2 separate regions of the Drosophila melanogaster genome follow, and region 2 is linked to region 1. Evidence: chromatin contacts called from public Hi-C data. All regions are on one chromosome and are shown on one strand. The core of a region is the stretch at or near the end of the contact, and the rest is flanking DNA. Distances in the headings are between cores, read along the strand shown. Region 1 holds the start of CG1504. Region 2 holds the start of tbc (trabuco).

What was found. A called contact is a pair of places that touch in the nucleus more often than the background predicts.
Region 2: a contact with region 1 is called in a Hi-C map of the Kc167 cell line, with 2.7 times the contacts expected there. The contact joins the promoter of tbc here to the promoter of CG1504 in region 1. A contact is called at or near these places in 13 of 107 Hi-C or Micro-C datasets (the Kc167 cell line, the S2 cell line, cellular blastoderm embryo and 5 more).

The regions. Positions count from the first base shown.
Region 1 is chrX:20,328,947-20,334,629 of dm6, reverse strand. It overlaps CG1504, which reads left to right and starts at 4,258. Exons shown (of 4, transcript NM_001272815.1): 1 at 4,258-4,512.
Region 2 is chrX:20,446,282-20,452,294 of dm6, reverse strand. tbc (trabuco) reads right to left here and starts at 2,964. Exons shown (of 9, transcript NM_001298565.1): 1 at 2,332-2,964. The coding sequence starts at 2,350. It overlaps CG42578, which reads right to left and starts at 5,924. Exons shown (of 1, transcript NM_001169336.2): 1 at 5,592-5,924. The coding sequence starts at 5,892. The coding sequence ends at 5,614.

The DNA of each region.
Region 1 (5,683 bases), core at 3,009-5,508:
TCCCTCAACTCCGAGCACGATCCGCACATGTTCATCGCACGCACAGAGCCTGTGGCACCCGACTCCCCATCCTCATCCCTATGACCATCCACTTCCTCATCCCTGTCTCCATCCCCACATGGATGTCAGCGAACTGAATGCGCTGCAGAGAATGGAGAACGGAGAAAGGAGAACGAAGCGAAGTGCATTGTGGACTTGTAGCCCCGGTCTCTGGGGCCTCGGTGGCTCCTCTTCCCGGCAGTCCCAATCTCCACAAGCGGGCTTCCCAAAGTGGTTTAAGGCTTCTTCTTTCGGCTCTTGTGTGGCCTCTGGGTCGGCCTTTAATTTTAAGACCCAAATAGCGAAATAACATGAAAGTCCACCCCACGAACGGAACGGAATGGAAACAATGCTCGAAATTATTATGCCCCAGCGCGACACCTCGGCCTCCTGCCGCACGAGATGCGACTCCTCTTTAACTGCAGTGGGGATGAGTCGTCGAACTTTCGGCCCCAGTCAGACAATGATTCCTAATTCCAAATGATGGTCACGGGCAAGAAAGAAGAGACGGTTGGCTGTCTCGCAACGCACCAGACCAAGTTCCCTGGGCTAATTGAACCCACTGAGTCACCGCAACTCGGTGAGGGTATGCAGTCTTTGACTTGGTCGTGGAGTTTCGGTTTCGGTTTTCGGTGCTCCATTCCCCATGCTTGGTGCTCTATGCTGGCCTTCTTTCTTTTTGGCTGCTTGTCTTCTTTGCTGGCTGGCTGGCTGGCATTCCATTTCAATTTGTTGCAGTTACTTTAAACAATTACCAAGGCACACGAACAGCTGCAACGAAGCTGGGGAAAGAATAAAGCAATGGCTGAGAATGGGTGACCCGAGTGGTGACCCAAACAGGTCGAGTTATTTTTTTGTTTTTTTTTTGTTCTTTTGAAACTGCCCCAACACAATTTAATGATGAAGAGGACCAGAGCTGTTTGTGTGTGTGTGTAAATCGGTAAATTTTATGCGACAAATGAGGAAAAAATGAAATTTGTGCTTTCCGAAAATGATGGGGAAAGCTGCGCTCTGTGGTCGGAACTCGGGCTTGATGATTTGATGAGGCGCCTTTCCACACATCCACATCCACATCCAGATATCCTATAACCAATCCCGACCCCCTTTCGACTCCTTTTCTACGTAAATGTGGAATACAAATTGCACTCATTTTAGTTTCTCACGTTTGTTGCATGTTGTACATGACTGCAACGCGCACGCACACAAATTGACACACACTCACAGACACACGTGCCACATTCACATCCACATGCCCCGAAAGGAGGTAGGCCTCGACCTCTGCTTAGTTTTGGAGCACCCCGCTCCCCGCTCCACGCTCCCCGCTCCCATCTTCCATTGCCCATCGTCATCTCCCATCCATTCTCGATGCCAGGACTCCCAGTCGCCCCTGCCTACAGCTTCGCCTGCTGCTCTGTTTTCCTGTCGCTTCATCGGCATGCGACAAACGGAAATGTTGCTTTTATGCTTTAAATATGGCAACTTTGTGGTGTCGACAGACACACTCTCACACTCGCACAGTGGCTTATAGATACTCTGACGCACACTAGGAAGCACTGGAATAAAGGCACTCGTCATTGGGGCATATGATAATTAGTCTCTAAATTCTTCATTGTATTTCTTATTGATTACATTGTTTATTTTTATATGGTGGCTAAAGATTACCTATGACAAACTCTCAAACACCTGGGCTCACTCTAAGCATATGCGTTTTTTTCGAGTGCATTGACAGTCGTGTCGATTGCAAGTCTTGCCTGGTGGCCCCTTATCCACAGGCTTGCTGGGTTTGCTGCCTATGCATCAGCATCAGCCCCATCCTCGGCAACGAGGACCTGCAGCCTTCGATTTTCGTCCTGCCCTCCTCTTTGTGTGTGACTATATCGCAACGGGTGTGAGCGAGTAGTGTTTGAGCGATCGACCATGAAGCCTTCATTATTGCATTTCATGATTTTGCGGTTCTTTATGCTCGTTCCTTTACACTAGGCGGCGACACAAACAGGGAAGCTTCTGCGGGAAAGCCGATGGGGCTGTGGGCGTGGCTGGGGCAGGACACTGGACGAGAAGCGTCTGCCATGTGCCATTTGCCATGTGTTTGGCCTGGCCGGGACTGGTGTCGACACTTTCACAACATCCACACTTCCACATCCTCATCGACAGCAACAAAGACATCGCAGTCAGGGCCAGGATATGGCATATGGCTTTGCCCCGCGTCCTGCATTCACTTCCATCTCGAGAATCGACTGAGCGGACTCGTGTCCGTGTCCCTCATTCAAATTTTCAATATTTTCCATGTGTGCTGCCGGTCGTTATCACGCATTTCCTGCCATTTGCAACCTCCACATCCACATCTACATCTACATCTGCATCTACATATCCATTGCCATTGGCATTGGATTGGTAACGGGAATTGCAGCCGCAAGACACTGGCTACGTGGCCAGCAACCGACTTGACCAATTTGCCGCCCCTGCGGTTCCGGGTTGAGCGCATTAGGCCGCACACTGGGCCGCTGGTCCTGGCTCCTCGCTGGGAATTTCCACTCCGCATAAATGCAAAACCGATCTTGAGGGCACCCCAAACCGAATCGAAGTACAATGGCATGTCAGTTGGGGCAGCATATGGGGCATATATGCCACGTATGACACGGGCTGAAGGTTAGGGGGTCAGCAGTTCAATCAGTGGCACGACGCAGGATACTTACCACACATGTGGACTCATTTCCATATGTGTGCGATACCACTTTCACAGATTAAAATATGATTAGAGTTGGGGTAAGGGTTAATAACCTTCTGAGGAAGAAATATATTTGCCTAACATTCCATTTAGACAAAAACAAACTTGAAATTAATTAATTATCTATCAAAATAGAATCAATTCTTCGGCACAAGACTGCGTATCTACCCATCTCCTTCTACATATCATAGCTTGAAAATTTCAAAGCTATCAATCACATTTGATTTTCAAGCTGACAAATTCCATCTCAAACATAGAATTATTCCTATATAATGCTGGTACAAATGGTAGTACAAACGAGTGCGCATTTCAAATATAGTATAGTATAGTTCTATCTATATATATATATAGATAGTATGTTCAACTATCAAGCTCTAAATTTAACATTTCCTTCAGCTTACATTTCGGAAAGCTTTATGTATAACAAAATGATATCAATCTAACTTTTAAAGTATGATACAACTGCCGAACTTTAGTTCAAGACAAGTAAGAATTTGTATAGCTACTCAATGAACCTTGAATTGAAATAGCCAATAATGCCTTAGGTGATCTCGATAACACTACTGAACATATACTGATTTCACAAACTCATCGCGCACGCCTTCGCAGTACCAATACCCTGCTGATGATCAGTGACAACTGGCTTCCTATCTGACTGACCCCGCCATAATCCTAGTGGCCATATCCGCTGGGGAGCAACAGCATCGCATTCGGCTGTTAATGCCACTGATTGCTAATAAATTGAAAACCATTTCAGCACAGACACGACCCGAAGGCAATAGGTGGCAGAGGATTTGCACTCGACGCCGGACACACCAGCCATCCTCGCATGGGGATCAGAAGCAGAGCAGAGGCAGAAGCAGGAGCAGGTGGACGGACGGGAATTCGAATCGAATCGCAATCGGAATCGGAGTCGAAGCCCCGTCAATGAATATGCAAAAACAAGGCAAACAGTGAATAAAATCAAAATAAAAACCCATTTATCAACACGCATGGCGTGGTCCAGGATGAGGACGCAGTCTATCCATCGCCGGCGTTGGAGGTGGACAAATGTGAGGCGATTGCTGGTGAAGCCGTTGGCCACGTGTTGGCCAAAAGGGAAAAGGTCACAAAAGCAGGTTAAGCTGCTTTTTTAAATAAAGCGCACAGCACGTTAATGCCCGCTGGCAGGACGAAAAGAGAATCCCGCCAGGACGCGGGGTCTCATCCATAATCCTGTGCCACTTACAGCCGGGCCACATGCGAACCACTCCGCTGGCGACCAACGACTGCGGACCACTGCTCCAGCCGGTTCCAGCCGAACGCCACCGACGTCAAACGATTGCCTGAGCCGAGCGGTCACGAGAGGACAACGAGGCTACTTCGGATACGGACTCGGCTAGCGCCGAGCTACCCGATTGGTGACGCCTTCGGCTTCGGCTGGCAATGCGGACAGTGGCGCCGTAATCCGTTCGCTGGATTTTTTGAATTAGTTGCGTGTGGTAGCTTGTTGACATCAGTACCGGGTACCGGATGCGGATGCGGATACGTGCGTGGCCCGCAAATCTCTCGCCAAATCTCGACAAGTCCTAACTTGACGCGACCCGCAGTTCATAGTTTAGAGTTCAGCTGTTCAGCGGCTGGTGTGTGACATCCCCAACTGACATCTTTTTTGTCATCACTCTGTTCTGTCCAGCTGTGTTTCGGTTTTTTTTTTTTTGTTTTATTGGTCCGGGAAATCACGTGTGTGTTGTTTTGAGTGCGAGGTGAGTGATTTCGTTGGTTTTTGTTTGGCTGGGGCCCCCGCAACAGTTGCCAGTTGCGCTTTAAACTACTCCTCAAACTGAGCCGCAAGCCGAACCATCCAAACCTCCAATCCAAACCAAAGCAAACCCAACCGAGCCCAAACCAAAACCAAACTAAGCCCGGCTGATAACTGGCTAAAACCTGACCTGCGGTCCTCGATTGCCTGCTGTTGGTGGAAGGTGGACGGTGGCGGATGGTCGATGTTGGAAGTTGGATGGTCAACGGTTGTCCGTTCAGCTAGTTTTGTGGTCGCTTTGACGTGGTCGCGGGCAATTTGAAAGCCAACACCGAAACGCCGATTACGATAAGTGCAGTCGAATTGAAAGGAGGCGGAGTGGAAATGGGATGGGAATGCGAATGCGAATGCGAATGGAAATAGGAATCATCATAATCATCAAGAGCAGCAGCAGTAGCAGGAGCAAGCAGGAGCAGACTGCAAACTGCAAAGTGCATATTCGCTTTCCGCCTGATGTTGTATTTCATTTTGCCATTCGCATTCGCATTTCGCTTTCTCATCCTTTGTCGTCCTTTTTAGTTTTAGTTGCCAGCAATTGCCGCTGCCAGTTTGCAATTAAAGACCAGCTCCATTCAAATGGCAAAAGTGAGGGGCTGAGGCGCTGAGGGACTAGCTGAAGGACTAACCGAGGGATAACCGAGGGATAACCGAGGGATAACCGAGGCATAACCAGAGGCAAAATATTAAATACTAAATGCCAGCTGCCAAGGGAAAGGCAGTTGCAGTTCAGCCCGCCTGTTGCCGTCGCCTGTCAGCATTTTGCTAAAGTCACTGTCCCACTCGCAGTCACAGTTGCCATCACCATCGCCATCACCATCGCCATCAGCATCAGCGCCAACACCAGCCCAGTCTCCCTCAGGTGTCCTGAGCGACCATCCAGCCACTTTGAGCGTGAACAGGTGAGTGACAATGTGAAAAGGGATCCTAAAGGGATGCTAGCCTGATCGCACAGGCTGATGCCATGTGGGAGGCCCATTCCCGAAAACAAACTGAGGCAAGAATAAAATAGAAATATAAGTGATCCTATGGGGTTTCCAAGCGATGTCATTTATAAAAATAAACCGACTTTCTTGGTACCTATAACTACTGTTACTATAAATTACGTTTATAAACAC
Region 2 (6,013 bases), core at 1,715-4,214, 120 kb before region 1:
TGTCCCGTGTTTTTGGTATATCGTTTGCCCAAGTAATATGTACAAGAGAAATTTCCTAAATTCAACTATTTCTCATGGCATCGATCTGAAGCCACCTGTATAAATTCTTTTTAAGTTGCTTATCCTTGGGGAAAGCGCTCAACATTTTGTAACATTTTCACTATATTTTCAAGAGCATCTGTATACGAATATTTCGTTGATGGGGAATGTTGTGCACTTTAAGCACGCCTTTGTGGCCCAAAATGTTCAGTTGGTGTTTTTTTTAATCAGATTTTGCCTTCAGCTGTGGAATCCGTTTGGCAGTTTTTCCGTTAAACTACTACAACTACAACTTTCACGGCGGCTCACTCTGATGGGCGACACTGAGCCGCAGCTCTGGCAAGTCAATCTCTTCGAGGCCAACTTGAGTCCACGGCGCACGGCTCTTGGCTTTTAGCTAATGCCATAATTGAGCAATTGATGACGGCCACATCATCATCAGCATTGCCAGGCGATGGACACGTCATCGGGGATATGGCAAGGAAGTGTGTGGGTGGAGTGGGTGGAGTGCGCGGTGTGGGCGTTTGAGGGGCAAGGCCGAACTGCTAAAACATAAACAAACGCCCCCGCCTTGACTACGGGGCACATCGAATTGCCGCATTTTGCTGCCATGCCACATCGATGCGGCCAATCGATGTTCATTCATAAAACTTTTACGCCCGTGCTCATCAGCCCCCAAGTGCACCCCATTACCAAAACACCGCACTACGCACTCCGCACATTGGACTACGGACATTGGACATGGACATTGACCGGAGTGCAGAAGGAGCCACGGGATGTCTGTCTGGCGCAGGAGATGCCGACTCGGAATCGAGCAGAGCAGCAAACACACATGACGCAACACAGTGCGCATTCAAATTGTACAAACCATCGGGGAATTAGTTAGTTTAATTTATTTATTGCTTAAAATGTAGCTTTGCTGTTTCATCTCCCTTAATTAAGTTCTTATGAAAGCAATTTTGAGCGTGCACAAGAAGTGAAGTTTAAGTTGTTAAATGAACTACCAGCTATCAGCAAGCCGTAATTCAATTACTTCGGAACTACTGAATAACTGGCAATAAAAATTCTGGATTCATTACAGTCAGCCCGCTTGAGCAAAGGCCAAAAGTCAGGACCAAACGGTAGGCTGCCTGCCTAGGCAGGCAGTTGAATGAAACTCATTAGATTATAAAATAAAATTGCAGAAGCAATTAGTCAAGTGTACCTGTTGCCCTAATCAAATCAAGAGCTCTCCACCAGCATTCCATTCCATTCCATTCACTAAAAGGGGTCTTATCCCAATGGCACACAGCACACGATCTGTGTGGCGCAAGCAAAAGAAATTGCCTCGTCGGGCCACACTTTTGTGGCCCTGACTGTGCGCCTAGCTAGCAAAGGCAGTTGCATTGATTGCCAGGGATTAGGATTACCGGGAAATGCACCATTCGTACAACCAGCACGCCCAGCAACGCCCACAAGTCTTGCACACCTGAATGAATAATACCTGGAAAACCTAGATGTATGTACATATTTCAATTTGCATCGCCTTAGCCGCTGCGAGCAGGCGAAGTCACGAAATTCTCGCATTTCTCGAATCTATGAAATATGACAAATGAATGGCGATGCCCGAATGCAGAATATCCCTGAATGCGGCACGTGTGCACAGGCATCATCATCAGCATTTGAGCGTGACTATCATTGTATGTATGACGGCAAAGGCAATGACGGGGGAGTATGGTTCTAGAGTTACGCGAAAATTCTAGGAATTAATGTGTGATATTCAAGAGCAACTGCTACAAAGGAAACTCTGTTTCATTTGCCATGACTACTTCAGTTCAAAGTTTGGCTTACACAATCTACGATTGATTGCCATTGCTGTTTGTTTCGAACTGTAAGCAAATCATGCGAATAATTATTAATTGCAGCATGCATTCATTCTCTACCAATCGCGATTGATTTCAATTGCCTCTGTGTGCGTGAGCAATTACAAGGTTCGCCGAATATCTGTCATACGCCACGTTGGTCCGGTTTACAATTTTTACAACTACAAGCTACCTGTTTTTTTTTTAAATTTAAGCCTTCCACTTCATATTATTAATTCGCAACATTTTATATAATATCTTTCGTACAAGATATTTATGGAACACTTTAAACACTTTTACCTTTACTTTCTCCCTGACGTCAAAAATTCATTTAAAAGGCTCTAAAAAATATGAGAATTCGTGTTCTATGGGCCACCCAGGTACTTGTGGGTTTTGGGGATTTTTTTTTTTTTTTTTTTTGATTTTTTGGTGACCCGATCACTGTTATTACCTGCATTGCCTTGCACCATTTTGCAGCGTATCTTATATAGTATCGTATCGTGGTGTTCTGGCTGCGCGTGGGCGTGTGTTTGGGGCTTGCGGAGATTGCCCAAAGCTTTTCGCCGTAATTTCGTGCCTCTTCTCGCGCGCGTAAAATGTATTTCGAAAAATTGTATTTGTGCTCGTATTCGTATTCGTATTTGTATTCGTATTTGTATTTGTTTTGCGTATTTTGCGTATGCCGACCGACGCCAGCAGAGCGCAAAGTGTCGCCTATGGCAGCGTGCGTTTTGCCTCGCTTTCAGCGCTTTCTCCGCTTTCCTGGTTTTTCCTCCTGGATTTTCCACGCTTGCGTCCCTTTTCGCTTGCCCAACTAGTTGCTGTTGTCCTTTATAAATAATTTGGTTGCCGCCGCAGGGGGTGGGGCAAGGGGTTTCGGCTCCCGCTCGCCCATCGGACGACTCCTGGTCGCTCTGACGCACTGACTCACTGACCAACTGAACCCAAATGGGTAGCCAGAAAACCAAAAAAAAAAAAGTGAAAATAGGGCCAGACTCTCGGCAGCAAGTCGTGTGTTTTTTCTCAGCAAAAGCGCACCGTCTGCACGCGACCAACTCCGCAGCGAAACTGAAGCGGAAACTGAAACTGAAATCGAAATAAAAGCCTAAAGGGAATGCGGCAACATCGGCGGCCGCAACATGAGGCTGAGCGCGCGCAACATCAGTGCAAGCCACTTCGGCAACAATTGCAGCAGGACTCTTTGAACACACAACTATTAACCACTATTTAAATATAACATTTTTTTGCATTTTTTTCTACCTTTGAAAGTTTTTATTTTGAATGCGCTTTTATGCTTTTGGGAACTGAATTATATTAATAACCTCTTTCCAGGATGTAAAATCGGAAAATGCGCTTCTTGGCAACGGAATGTCAGAAATTAAACTATTATACTAAACTAAGTAAGCTAAGAAACCTTTCCAATTCCTAGAGAAACTGTTAAACGGTTTAAACACATTAACGCATAACGCAAATTAATGTTTCGATATTAAAATAAAATATTACAATTTTCACCAGAAATTCTAGCCATTTTCCGCTTAAATCATCGCATCTCTGATATAAAAGGCTCCCAACAGCAACACAAAAACCAACAAAAGTGCCAGCAACACTTACAGTTGAAACATGTTCCACAGCAACATAAACAGTAACACAACGAAGCTTATGTCTCCGCACCCCGCTCACAACTCGACCCCTTACCATTAAAACATTCCCGTTACTTTCGTTTGGGAAGCTTTTCGCTACACACATACACACACACGCGCACGATGCAGGCGAAAATTTTAATATTTATTTCAAATTTAAATTAAATTAAATGTGTTTCGAACTTTCCTTGATGGATTTTTCCCTGGTACTGCAAGTTGAAAATATTATCAGTATTTTCTAACACTATTTGTATAACCGCTGATGTGCCCCTTGAGAAAGTCATCTTAATTCAAAGGCTTTCATATATATATGACAGGGGAACTATTAACTAAATAAAACTGCAAAAAAATAAACTCTTAGAAAAGGAAACTTACCTCACCATATGCAGATGCATATGCATCGTGATGCATTTTAGTGATGATTTTAGACACCAAGTCGCCGGACTTAGCCAGCTAAACAATTAGATGAGAATCGTTTAGAGATGCCTCTATTTTCACGACCTCTGCTGTTCAGTTTGCTGACGTCGAAGTCTCTGCCTGTGTGGCGCAAAATCCAGCCACAAGCAACAGGACAGCATGCCAGAATGCCCTGCTGAGCGCCGCACCACCAACCTGCCCGCCGCCTGGCCCAAATATTCTGGAACAACCCCCTACCGCACCAGCTACGCGTTCTTAAAAAGAAAGCCCCATCCATGCACACAAGTCTGCCCCAAATTTGGATGAAAACATTTCGGTGTAACTCGTGGCCCGCTGTTGCTTCGCATTGAGTTTGCGCCCTGGCCATGTAACCCGCAACCTTACGCCCTCACCCGCCCTGCACCACCCTGTGCCACCCTGTGCCACCCAAAAACACCCTAAACGACCCTAAGCCATCCTAAAGGAGCCTGCACCAGAACCACTACAGTGCCTAACATAACCTACTCACTGCGGATTCGTGTGTACCGAAATATTCTTTCTCAGGTGCAGGCGAAAGCGAATTTCTGTGCCGTCCAAGCGGGAATCCTGCCCAGCATTTTCTCGGCATCCAGCTGTGCAGCAGAAATAGTTATGCCTCCATTACTTAAGGCAACAGGACGAAAGTGGCCATTAGTCTTCAAGGGGGGCTTAGCAAATATCTTGAGGACTTTGCTCTTATCAACTTTTAAATTACCCACGACGAAAGTCCTAACAAAAATTTAGAAGAGCTATCAATTGGTAAAGTTACCTATTTTAAGGCAACCAAGAAATTTAATACTCTAATATATGTACTAATATATGCTACCAATATATTCATTTTACATATCCGTTACATGAAGAGTAACCCTATGAAGTATATTCATTCTTAATCGGGATCACTATCCCGATCTGAATGATCAGTTGATCCGTCCCTCCGTTTTAAAACATTCACATTTCCTTTGGCTGAGTAATGGGTATCCAATAGACGCGGCACTCGACTTCTTTAGTGTTCCATATTGTTTTAGTTATCGTATGTTCCACCCATCCGCAGAAGATGTTGTTGAGATGTTGAGCCTTTTAGCAAATAATACTTTAAAAAATTTAATGGAATTATTTTGCGTGTTCTCCTCAAGAATACGCTTTATTATAAATGAAAACGAGAGAATGCTGTAGTCGAGTGCCGTTGTACATATCTGATAGTCGAGGCTGATAAATTTAAAAACTGTCGGTTTTGGTCGGTTTGTGGTCGTTAGAGTGGGCGTGGCAAATAGTTTTTTTTTCGATAAAATTGTACAAGACAAAAAAATTATCAAAAAATGGGATAACATTTTGCAAATGCGTGTTTTGTACGGTTTGTGGGCGTACAAATGGACGTGGCAACATTGAAGTTCTGGACATTCGTACGGACACGGCCAGATCGACTCGGCTATTAATCCTATACAAGAATATATATACTTTATACTTTACACTTTTCAACGAATCTATGTAGCATACCCTTTTACTCCACGAGTAATTGTTAAAAAAAGAAAATACAAAAGGGAAAATTTGCTAATTAAAGCTCCATTTCAGGAATGCTCATAATATATTTTTGCGTCAACACTTAGACCATTTGATAATACATTGATATTTTGCGAATAGATTAACAGAAATCGCATATACTACGTGTTCTGCAAATATAGCTTTGCTTGTAGTAGATCGAGGATTAAACATAAGAGGCGAACGAATAAACGCCTTTTAACTTTCCTCGCGTGGGCAATCCGCCTTTCCATGTCATTTAATTTTTCCTCGAGGCGATGGAACGCTTCGCTGATGTGTTCTTCCTCGGCCTCTGAGGACTGCGAACCCTCCTTCGATCCACTCGGCTGCTCAGGATCCTCTGTCATCAAGAACTCGTTGTTTCCAGTTGGCTTTGCTTTCGCGTTCGATTTTTCTTCCATTTCTGAATTAGATTGTGCTTTAGTCAAGTAGAGAAACGAAAGTGAACTAAATATTCCGGCAAAACGAAATATTATGACAAATGGAAGCATAGCCAACTTGATCGAAAATCAATTTGAATTT